Regions from separate parts of the Zea mays genome. Here region 2 is linked to region 1. A link is a contact called in public Hi-C data. All regions are on one chromosome and are shown on one strand. The core of a region is the stretch at or near the end of the contact, and the rest is flanking DNA. Distances in the headings are between cores, read along the strand shown.

Region 1 (6,189 bases), core at 1,249-3,748:
CCTTCATCTCTAAAGTTAAGTACCATCAATGAAGAATCTGCAAACTGTTCACGGAGCTGCAAAATAATGTTGTCCAGGTAATTCTTGTATCTGTATTGGTCCATGGTTTCTGTTGAGAAGCAACAATCGAATACTGCAAGCACAAACAGACCAATCATTGCACATTAATGTCAGACTTAATTTGACAATGTCTATAACCATCATAGAAGTATGGTGCAAGGCCAGAAGCCACCCATTCAATTTTTTTATACGAGACTACAGAAGTAGCAGATCAATACATGATAGCCTTGATCCTACATAATCAAATCATAAACGCATGAGCTGGTGTGTAGAAAGAACAGGACAGTCCTGTCAGAAGTTACACAATGGTGACTATATCCGATCGCTCTGGACATAATCACAACCTCCACACAAATCCAAGAATTCGCCGAACTATGGACCAGAATACAAATTGTACAGATGCTGCTCGGCATGCAGGATTCTATAACTCGGAAATGGATGGCTGACGGAAAATATTCCACATGTTCAGCATACAAGATCCAGTTCGGAGGATCGCATCGAAAATTCCAGGCCGAGCTCATTTGGAAGGCGCAGGTGGAAAATAAATGCAAAGTCCACGCCTGGATACTCATGCACAACAAAGTCCTAATGGTGGACAACCTACAAAAGAGCGGGGTTCCCACATTAGGACCATTGTGTCTTGTGTAATGGGCCTCTAGAGATAACAGACAAGGTTACACCTTTCTTTGCTGTGCCCCTTCGCAAGGGCCAATTGGAGCCAGGTGCTATCCTGGAAGAATTTCAATGTGCAGCTACCCTAACAGGACCCCGCCTGCATTACCGATTGGTGGGAGGAAGTAGTAAGCAAGGTGCCAAAGCACGACCGCAGCCGTTTCAACGGAGTGGTAATCTACATTGTGTGGTACCTGCGGAAGGAGAGAAATAGGAGGATTTTTTAAGATGTGTACAAGACATCGCAGCAGGTCACCTCATCGACCAAAGAAGAAATAGTGCAAAGATGTAGGACGAATGGACGATGTTCTTTGCGGGTTACCCCACCAAGAGTGGGGGAGGGCTTCTCTTTTTGTCCTAGGACCGGTCTGTTGGGCACAATGGGCGTTCAGCTTACATAAAACTCCCTTTTCCTTGCTTAATTGAGCAGTGCCTTTACTTAAAAAATGCATGAGAGTTATCCTGTTAGTCCTACTAAGAAGTCACCTAGTTGCACTACTGAAAACCCATCAGCAAACAATTAAATACAGCAACACAAAGATGCCAATCAGTATTTCTACTTATGTGAAACTTCATGTCTTCAAACATGTTAGCAGCATTTTAGACTAAAATGCACTTCTTATTCAATTTTTTTTCTGATAGTGAAGTAGCAGATTAAGACATGATCGCATTGTTCTTGTTGATCAGCAAGCATTATCGTATTAGGCATAGACTAAATGTCACAGCTCCTCATCTATCTTCAAACATGGGTGTTACATTAATCGCATAACATAGAAACTTCAGAATCAAACCCTTGCACCAGCCAACGAGGTTGCTGGCAACGTTACTATTAATGTGCAGTAATAAACACGGGAAAAATACAGCGGTAGTCGAACAGTGAGCGAACCCTTCTTTTTGAGAAGCATAGCTCGAACGAAACTAGAATGGGGCCATAGAATCATGGTGGCACCGTAAGCTGATGCAGCATGCACAAGGAAGGCATGTTAGCTGGAAGCCTGAAAACAACATCCAGAGAAATTTGTTCCGGCACTGAGCGAAATTACATAATGCAGCTGCATTTCCGGTGCTAAAATCAATAGAACCTCCGATTGCACACACCCCGAAGTACCCCCCAAATCGGTAATTCGGTTCGGTGGCGGCAGTCGAACAGGAGGCGCGGGGTTACCGTACCGTAGACGCGGTCGGCTATCTCGAGGAGCCGATCCGGCGGCTTCCGATAGAAGAGCCTCCGGAACAGCGCCATTCCCTTGCGCTTCCGACCGCCGTCGGCGTCGCCGCCGTCTCCGGCGGCCTGCCCCCGGACCCACTTGCTCCGCGACGCCCGGGACCAGCCGACCGCACTCTTGCCGGCGGCCAGCCAGCCAGACCGCAGCGGCGGCGCCAGCGATGATCGGGCCCCGTGCTGCCCGCTGCCGCCGCCGACCTAGCACCCACTCGCCAGCGGAGGCTAACGATACGAACGCCGGCGATCGGGTGCGCCACGCACGCACCCGCCCGCCAAGCTCCCGGCTCGAGTCGCGGGAGGGCAATGCCGCGCGCGGCGGAATTCAGACAGCTAGGGTTTCCTTTCCCCCTCTCGTTGAGGAATTCTTTTTTTCGAGCGGAACTTTTTTTTCTGCTCGTGCTGCTAAAATTATTTTTGGGGTGTTGGAGGTGGCGGAGAAGGAAACGGAGGAAGACAGAGGGGAGACGACGGCGGAGGCGGAGGCGGCAGGCAGAGCAGAGCAAAGCTGAGCACGCGCGAGCACGATTGCTCGAAACAAACACACGATGAAATGCCTCGGGGGTAAGATTTTTTGTGCGTATGACATGTGGGGCCCGGCGCCAACGGTTGCACCGGTGCGCGCCACGCTGCTCGGCGCATGACATCACATCAGGCAGCGGTCACCGTGTGGGCTTTTTCATGATAGGCCGGATCTGCACTAGTCAGGAGCAATTGGGATGGGCCCGTAATAGCAGGATGAATCAAAGTTAGCCCAACGAATGGTACTCTTGCCGTGTTACAGAGAGCCCAACGTGTAACGGGCTGAATCCAGAGCTAGAGATTTCCGAGTCCGGTTTCTAAGAAATTTTTCATCTTTCCAAAAAAAAGTGATGGCCTGAGTTCATCATAGTTTAAATTCTGTCCAAATATGGAATCTGTTTAATGTCAAGAAAATAGACGAAGTCTCTATCCAAAATCAATGTTTAGGCATTTTTTTAGATAAGGACCTCAATCAAAGCCAAAAACCATCACACTTAAAAGAGCTTCGGACGACGAAGAAATGGGAAAGTGAAGGGGAGCTTCAGTGCCTTCACAATGGTCTATGGATAAAACAAGTTAAGAAGGTTTACATGGAGAAGAAAATCAGGATTGTAAAATGGTGTGATTGTACCCTCTCGTTAGCGAAGGACTACGGTGTAAACGTAAGGGCAAGGTTGCAATTTCATATGAATATGTATATCGTTCGAACCCTATAAATAGATGAATAATATCACTGTTACGGGGATCGGTCATATGTAACCTTGCGTCTATAGCATCTTTTTCCCGAGAGAACCTCCAAAGATACTACAATGTCGAAGTATATTTGGATGTTCCCTCCCTATGTTATCTGATATCTGTTATTCAAAGTAACCTAATCATTGAGCTTGACTGTTGCATATATGAAACTAGTTCATTGTCATCAATTACTTTGTATAATGTCATTTGTTTATACATTTAGTATGTTAACCCTTGTACTTGTTCCATGTGCTCTCTGGACACGGAGAACACAATCACCCTTCTCCCCTTCGACACCTTTGGAGGGGAGAAGGATTTGACAAGATAATCATATGACCATTAATATTCAGGTATGTTAAAAACAATGAGCTTCAAAACTGTGGATCAATTAAACATTGGAATCTTGATCATCAATTTCATTATATACACATCTTATGAAAGACAAAACTCTGTTGTCAGGGTCAAAACCGGGTCCCCAAGGCCCACGAGTCGTGATGAGTAAAGATACTCTGAAAAGGCTCGAGTAAGGCCCAATCTGCTTCTGGATCATGAGTAAACCGCTAATGTTTGCCCCTAGTCCCGATGTGAAGCAAGGACGCCTAGGGGTTGGGCAAAACGAAAAAGGGTTGAACGAGCCCTAAGTCAACCTAGGGGTCAGGCGAATCGTGCCTAGCCTAAGGGGATGACCAAACTAGACACAGGCACAAACAAACCACACACGGGTCAACGATCAAAAGAATGAGGATGACCACTCCATGATTAGCCTTCGTCATCATAACGGTCGCCACAACATGGAGGGGAATGGAGGTTGTTCCTATTCTGACTAACATCCACATCCATTACGTCTAAATCAACCATGAAGCACTCATTCCTCTCGTACGGATATAGGAAACGACACTATGGATGGACTACACTGCATGGTGAACCGTCAGATATTGGGGATACGAACGAGCCCATTGATAAGCTGACCGACCCTTGAAGCACGACCACTATCATAGGTGATACTGTGCTACCAACTTCGGCTTGGACCCCCCCTCGCTAAAGCCCAATACGTGCATGAAAGGGAAATGGCCTTAAACCATTTATTATATTGTTTTTTGTGCTTGATGACCATCACAACCATTCGGACTAATTAGTTTGCCTAGTTTTTGATTCACAGGTTCATAAGTTCAACATTTAGTTTCTAAGTCACAATAAGCTCAGATACAACGAAATAGGGGTAAAACATGGAATAGATGAACTACCAATAGTTCTACTCTTTGGATAAGTTCTAAATACCCCGAGGAACCTATTCAACACTTCTAGAGAAGTTGGAAAGCTCAGAATCAACTTCTCACTATTTTGGAGCTAGTTTGAGCAAAAGAAGAAATATGAGTTAAAGAATTAAAATGTTTAAGATCCATGACTTAGACTAGATGGACAACCACTAGAGATATTCTTCTAAGTCATAGGATCTCTCTCAAGTTTAGCCAAAGCAACTTGGAGAAGATTGTTCAAAGATCAACGACAAGTCAGAAACTCAAGTTCTGAAATCGCCAAGTGCGGACCGCCTGGCCCCTTCTGGCGGACCGTTCGTGACACCGCTATGACTTTGGATAGGAACTATAAATCGTGGACAGTCCGGCTATAAATCGTGGACTGTCCGGCTATAAAGCGTGGATCGTTCAGCTATAATTCATGGACCGTCCGCACGTGAAGATCTGGTTCAGCCTGAAGGTGACTAGTTGTGCAAAAGGATTTCTAGAACTGGCGCAGACCATCCGGGACCAAGGGCAGACCTCCGCGTATCGAGACAATTGTTGATCTAGCCATTGGGTTGTCAGACATAACCGTTGTAACGTCAGATCCTACCGTTGGAGGGTCGTGGATCATCCGGGCCCAAGCTGCGGACCGTCCGCCAGTGCGCAGAACAGACAGACAGGGCATAACAGTTATATGGGTGGTTGGAGGCTATAAAAGGGACCCCAACCAGCCCATTCTCATTGATTGATTGATCCATATCATACACAGGAGTTGGGTATTCACTCCTGTCTACTAGTGCAGCACTTCTATACACATCAAGGCCTCACAAGTGCCACAAAAGAAAGATCAAGCAAGAAAGAGCTACTCGTGTGTGTTTAGCGATAGTGCATTATGAGAATCATTGAGAGAAAGTGTGAGCTACCTCTTGTGATCATTTGAGCGTGGAGTTTTGACTCCCATTCATTGTAAAGCTAGCAAGAGCCCCTTATCTTTGTGGTTGGCCTTGTGGAGACTTTGGTCTTCGGACTGTTCGGTGTGCACCGGACTGTCCGGTGCACCCTCTGCCAGTGGGGACAGCCTGGCCCAGAGAAGAGGGTTCCCTGCGTAGAAACATGAGAGCGCGCAGTTCACGAGTTGAATTTTAGTGGCACACCGGATAGCGCATCAGACTGTCCGGTGCGCACTGAACAGTGATTGTTCACTGTTCGGTGTGCCATCTGCCCAACGGCTAGCTGTCAGAACTAGCCGTTGGAGTCGACCGTTGGTGCACCGGTGGCGCACCACAGTCCGGTGCGCCCATGCGCAGCAGGGTTTGTGTAACGACTAGTTGGTGGGTGAGGGCTATTTATACCCCTCCACCCACCATATTGATTGTCTTGTTGCCCACATTTACTCCTACACTTTGGTAGAGCATTGCAAGCACCACAAAGCCTAGTGAGGTGATTTGAGAATCTTAATCCCGCATTTGGACCTCATTAGCGCTAGCGAGAGCCACCTAGAGCACACACCGCATGCATTTGGCTTCTCTTGGTCAAGTGAAAGTCTACGGCTTGTTACTCTTGGTGATCGACATCACCTAGACGGCTTGGTGGCGTTGGGAGCTCGGTGATCACCGTGGAGATCTTGTTGGTGACCCGACTCAAGTTTGTAAGCGGTCGTGAGAGATCCACCGAGCCGGAGTGGCAAAAGATCATCTCATAGTGAGCACTTGGTTCTTGCAAGGACCAAGGGGGAGC
Region 2 (6,189 bases), core at 1,190-3,689, 400 kb after region 1:
AAGAACGACTCAGGACTCTCGCAAGATTAATTTATAGAATTAAATTTAATCTGTCACTTGCATTGTATTTTGGGATTTATTATTAATTTTGATCTCTTATTTAATTGGGATGGTATCTACTTATACTTAGTAACAACTAATAACATTTTGACCAACTTGTTAAAAGAAACACTCAGCCTTAACCATTCTCTTTGGTAAGCCCTACACTTCACATGAGCCCCACCGTAAGTGAGCTCATGCACATTATTCTCCAAAACTTGTTGAGCGATGAACGTATGTGAGCTCACTCTTGCTATACTCACACCCAGGTCAAGAACAGGTACCACAAGATGAGGAGCATGAAGGATGCCACGATGAGTTTCTGAGAGGTCTAGGCCATCGTCTCCCAGTCAACTATGGTTGCGAAGGATCGTTGTCGTCATATGATGTATTTATTTAGCTATTTTCTACAAACCCCTATTATATAATAAAGATGTGACATTGAATTTAGTACCATGAGTCATCATATGTGTGAGACTTGATCCTAGCACACATTTCTTTCGCGCCTTAGTTTGCCCATTAATCTGGGTGTGACAGAAGTGGTATCAGAGGATGTTAATTGTAGAACATAACCTAGATAGAACTAGTCAAACCCTTACCTACTTTGTAAAATTTCCTTAATTATTTCTCATCTTTTCTTTCTTGAAACCAAAAGAGGATTTCACACCTTGGAATCCTATACCCAAAGTGGCCCTTAGGAATAGGAGATCTAATCTTAGGAACAAAAACAAAACTATTTTTGTAGATATCTATACGCAATGCTTGTCCTTATGATACCAGTCTGATTTAGTTCTTTAATTAAGTGTGATGGGTTGTGGAGTAATATCCACAATTGCATCTACATACATATAGGCATAAAAATATATTTAGAAAGATAGATTATCCCCCATATATAAAAACAAATAGATCTATCTTATAGACTCATCTTACCTGAAAAAGATTATATCTTATCCTTCCATCTTATCCTAACCACTTTTCTTATCTCATCCTAGAGTAACAACTATGATCTAATTCGAATTAATTAGATCTTATCTAGTCCAGTCTAGTCATACCAATCTAATCGAGATCCTATCTAATATGATCTAATCTAATAAGACCTAGTCTAATCGGCTCATATTTCTTGCACCTGTCTAAAGGGTATAGTAAATTAACTTAGATTAGTTAATACCGGCACCTGAGACCATGTTCTCACCTAATTCACTTAAACCTAAATTGGTGCATGAGACCAACTCGGCCATGAACAAACAACCTAACCAACATGTTCATGATGACCCCCATTCCAACCTAATATCAATGTTGTATATCCTACTCATAGTTATCTTAAGTATATGTTCCTAACTTGAATGGAAGTACCAAGACCAGGGAAGGAATGGATCAACCTCGTCAAAGAAGGATAAAAGTCAAACTAGATCTTCAGATAAATCAAGATCCACCGTCCTAAATGGAGTCTTTCCTTGCTCCAACCTTTCTTACCACAACTTACCTTTGCTCTACCCATATCTCGTCCTGCTTACTAGGTCGCTAAGACTTAAGCAAAGAATATAATGCCCATGCTTTCCTTATCACTACCAATTAGTCCAAAAAAAACTTTCTAGTTTTGAACCAATTTTGAACTAGAAGCTAAATCCAAACAAAACATCTGCATCCATTCTTACTAATCTCGAGGACGAGATTTTTTTAAGGGGTAGAATTTGTAACACCTAAAGTCCTATTTTGGGATATATAAAGGTTCTCCAAAGATTTGAGAATAAAATGACTTCCAATAACAATTTCATTCCTTTATAAAGTATATCTCTCTAAATTAAATACATATTGATAACTAATAATTTGGTATTCAAAACTTAGATCCAAAACTTAAAACTAAAAGTTGGGGCAACAAATAAAAGAGAGACTTTCAATATATTTATTGTTCCCTTTATATAATTAAAACACTCTTTAAAAATGTTTGAACTAAACTAATGCATGGTAGAGGTTATATATTAACTTATCCTAAAAACTTAATAAATAGTAAAATATTAAAACTAGGGATATTTTAGATAATGTGGTGAAATATTTTACATAAATTTTTCCCATGGGTTATATAAGAGTTTAGATAATTTTTAGAAAGAATGATTTATTCGAATTTTGGTTCTCTTATGTGAATTATACATTTGAAATTGATTTCTTCAAATAGAAAAGTGCTAAATAAATATTTTTCTTTTACATATCATACTGGGTTTCTGTTTGTGCATTTGAACTATAGTGTAGAATTCAAAACCCAATTTGAATTTAAACAAATAGAAATAGAAAATAAAAGAAAACATAAAAATAAAAAAAGGAACTCGCCTGTGCCTGGGCCGTCCTCACTGCCGGCCCAGCCTAACTTCCCGCTCCGCCTCAGCCCAGAATGGTATGGCGCCGACATGTGGGGCCAAACGGTCATCCACTCGGCGCCCAGGCCGCGCACGCCAGACTCCCCTCACCCATGTCGCACGCGAGAGTTGATTCTCTGGTCGGTGTGCCCATGATGCACCGTGGGCAGCGCGGAGGAGGGAGGTCTGCCGACGTTGAATCGTGTTTGCGCCCTCATCGAAGCCGCATAGTCAGGTCCGGGATCATCACTCAGTCCCCAGGAAATTCTTCGTGGCGTCTCCGGGCGCGGGAGGCCAGGACCAGGATTCAATGGGGATTTCTTGCCGCTGCAACTTAGCCACGGCGAAGCCGCATCTCATCATGGACTCACGCTTGGACCAACGACGAAGCCTGGCTGGAATTGCTAATGATGCCTCAGGAATTGCTTGATGCAGATCCACCTCTGGCCGTGGACGGACCTCTGCACCTCATCAACCCCGGTAAGAATATCCCTCAAACGTTCACGACCCTCTCTTACGCCCGTAGAAACTCTCGTCTAATCTTTTGGGTCTCGGATCGCCAGTACTTCCATGTCTGGTGAGGGCGCCGCCGCCCTGGCTAACCACACCGCCGTGGTCGTGGCTTGGGTAAGAAGAAGATGATGATCGGCCGTTGGATCGTTCACCAGCGGTAGGAATTAGAAAGTCGCGTACCCTTTCGTGGGGATTGATCTAGGCCATAGGATTAGAGATGGATGGCGTATAATGGTTTTAAGTCGTGGCTGCCTCTCGGCCGTCGATCTCTGGATCGACGATCCTGGTCAAATACCGGTTCATAAAGCACTTGGTTTAATCTCGCGCGTCCAAATTTGATCGTGTGGCTCTAATAAACTGGAAAACAATTCAGTACATCCCAGATACAAACGCACGCTTTTGCAGCCCCTCACATCCACCACCAAGAGGCCCACAAAAATAGATTAAAACTAGTCGGTTGCCCATGCGTTGCGACGGCTTACAACAATACCTACGTAAACTATCCATCAAAAAAAATTCAAGATTTTTTATTGATTGTCTCCGCTCTCTATATAATATATTTTTTGATTTGGCTAACTGATGTTATTGTTTACTCCATGCAAATATGTCTTGGTACAACACGGCCAATGAAGTGAGCGATTAGAAGAGAGTGCACAACGATTGACTGAATAAACAGAGATTATAAAATGACATAATTCCATCATACAGAGACCAAATAAGAGAAAGTTTGTGAGATCAAGTTTCTAAAATAAGTCCCATGAAGTTAAACTTATAAAAAAGATAGATCAAAATATTGAGTGATTGCTAAAGTCAGACATCAAAAAAACTGGATGCGCTACATATAAATTATGCTACTTCGTAGCAATTACTAACGTTTAAAACCAACAAATAACTTTTTATTTTGCTGTTAGTGTGACAAATCATTGCTGCTCTATCCAATTCAGCAATCTCAAACACCATGTAGTCTATTGCGCCAATGTGGTCTCATAAACGACATAATGCTTGCAAGAGCCAAGAACGTCGTGCCGTGCTTGGGCTGTAGCCTCGACCCGTAGTGCTGGCCGGGGCCGACACGATTATTTTTTATTTTACAAAAAAAACGTATATACCTATATACAATTTATATTCAATATTAAAAACATCTTAGCGTGATGTTCTACTGGTTAGACAGCATGGGTTCGGACCTCACCTCCTGCACCGTTTTTTAACATTTTACGCTGATTTAATTAAATGGATCTACGGGCTAACGGGCTGGCCCGACACAGTTAGCTGGCCGGCATGACATGTCTGTGCCATAGTTGTGGCCCGCGTGCATCTAGCCCGTGTCGGGCGTCGTTACGCTGATTTAATTAAATGGATCGACGGGCTAACGGGCTGGCCCGACACAGTTAGCAGGCCGGCATGACGTGCCTGTGACATAGTTGTGACCCGCGTGCATTTAGCCCGTGTCGGGCGTCGTTTGACATCTATAGACGTGCAACGGATTAATTTGAAATAGCTGTGAGGGGTTATTTGTAAAAAAATGACGCATGACGACCGTTGAAACTGGTGCTTTAAGTATAGTATAGATTTGCAACTTAACCCTTTAGTAATTTGTTCTTCTTCTATTTATATGGAACACAAGGTGGTGGACGTGAGGAGCTCCAAAAGAGTTCTTTTGCATCCAGGATGCAAAGATTTTTTTTCCGATAAACTCATACCCCTTCATCCAAGTCATTTTGCATAAAGAGCCCCTCAACTTTTGTCTATTTAACCTGTTGTCCATCATAGTTCAAGAAACATTACAAATGAGTACGAGTTTTATTGATTTAGACTCTAGGTTCCTTATAAGCTTAACCCGACATCCCTATATACATTAAAATAGGTAAATTGATTTGGAAAATATAGAAAACCCTCAAAATTGGTTTTTAGTAGGAAAATAAATGTGAAAGCTTGCAAAAGCCATATCTTATTCATTTTAACTCCGATTTAATCCGTTCAGGTTGCCTTAGCTTCGTATAAATATTTATCACGCAGTAATAACACTATTTGTGTCATATCACATACTTTTATAATTAGGTATTTGTTTAACCTATGGATTAACCTTTCTAGATCAAAGTTAATCTGTCTATAATTGTAACCTGACTAAAATATGATCACTAATTAAGGTATAACTTGGATTAGAGATGAACTAAGATGTTTATTTAGAATATATTTCTCACATGCTTTATGTTAATCCACATAGAACATAATTTTCACATTTAATCACATAGATCTTCCAAAAACTATATCTTTTCAGTCGTAACTCTGATTTTAGTGGTTCTCGAACCTACGATCTCGTAGCAGCGTGTAGAATATTCTTACATAGTTTGTTCTTATGCTTTGTGTAATGTTAATATATCCATTATTTACTTGATTGTATGGAGCCCAACTTTTAGGGCAGCATCTCGACAACAGGTTATCGCAGGTATAAGGCAAGTTGTGCCCTTGATCACTCTTCTTTAACTAATAATATTCTCCATATTCACCGTGACATGCTCAGGTTAACTTGATGGGACCTAATATGTTGCCCTAGTTTTCTTCACCACACACCTTGCATACAAATGAACTATTGGGTAGTTTGGCTATGCTCTACCTAGTTTTGGGAAATAATAATATATGACATATGATCATGTTTTATCATTGTTAATGAATTATTTATTGTTTATGATAAGATTATGGTGTTAATTGGAACACGGAACTTAACTTGAGATAATAGTGCTACCACAAATGTGGAATGGGACGCCCTTGAATGATTAATTAGGAAAGCTAGTATGAATTAATCCTTTTCCGAAAGGGGCAAGTGGGGTGGAGTGCAGGTATAGGGAGGTCCTCGGGTCGGACTGTCTGTAAAGATTTTCGGATGAGGGGTTCCTATATCGCCTACGGCCCAGAGTCCGTAGTGGGTTCTCTCATCTAATGAAACTTTGTAAAAGTCTCGCAGTGCATCCCTAGAATTTCACCATGGGAGTAGGGCTGGAAAAGAGCCGAGCCAGGCTCGGCTCGGCTCGATGTGGCTCGGAGGTGAAAAGGCTCAAGCCTGGCTCGGCTCGCCGGTACACCGAGCTACCAAAATAGGCTCGGCTCGGCTCGGCTCGGGTATGGCTCGCGAGCCGGCTCGAGCTGGCTCGCGAGCTTGTCCGCCCATCACACACACCAGCTGACAGGAATGAATAGAAATACAAAACAAGTATACAAAATCAGCATGACTGGTGACTACATTATAAAAGGAAATTCCTTTGATAAAAATACAAGCAGCCAAGCAATA

Evidence for each region. A called contact is a pair of places that touch in the nucleus more often than the background predicts.
Region 2: a Hi-C map of leaf shows a contact between it and region 1, with 4 times the contacts expected there. The contact joins the enhancer-like site here to the promoter of LOC103652160 in region 1. A contact is called at or near these places in 4 of 25 Hi-C or Micro-C datasets (bundle sheath, endosperm and leaf).

The regions. Positions count from the first base shown.
Region 1 is chr3:126,380,619-126,386,807 of Zm-B73-REFERENCE-NAM-5.0, forward strand. LOC103652160 (formin-like protein 12) reads right to left here and starts at 2,499. Exons shown (of 18, transcript XM_035966297.1): 1 at 741-2,499; 2 at 1-660.
Region 2 is chr3:126,784,117-126,790,305 of Zm-B73-REFERENCE-NAM-5.0, forward strand. No RefSeq gene overlaps it. Among protein-coding and RNA genes, the nearest start is that of LOC103650508, 100 kb to the right of the region's middle. Within about 2 kb of position 2,440, at least 20 of the 20 cell types and tissues checked have an H3K27ac peak or open chromatin away from gene starts, as enhancers often do. A contact at or near this core is called in bundle sheath, endosperm and leaf, where this site is marked.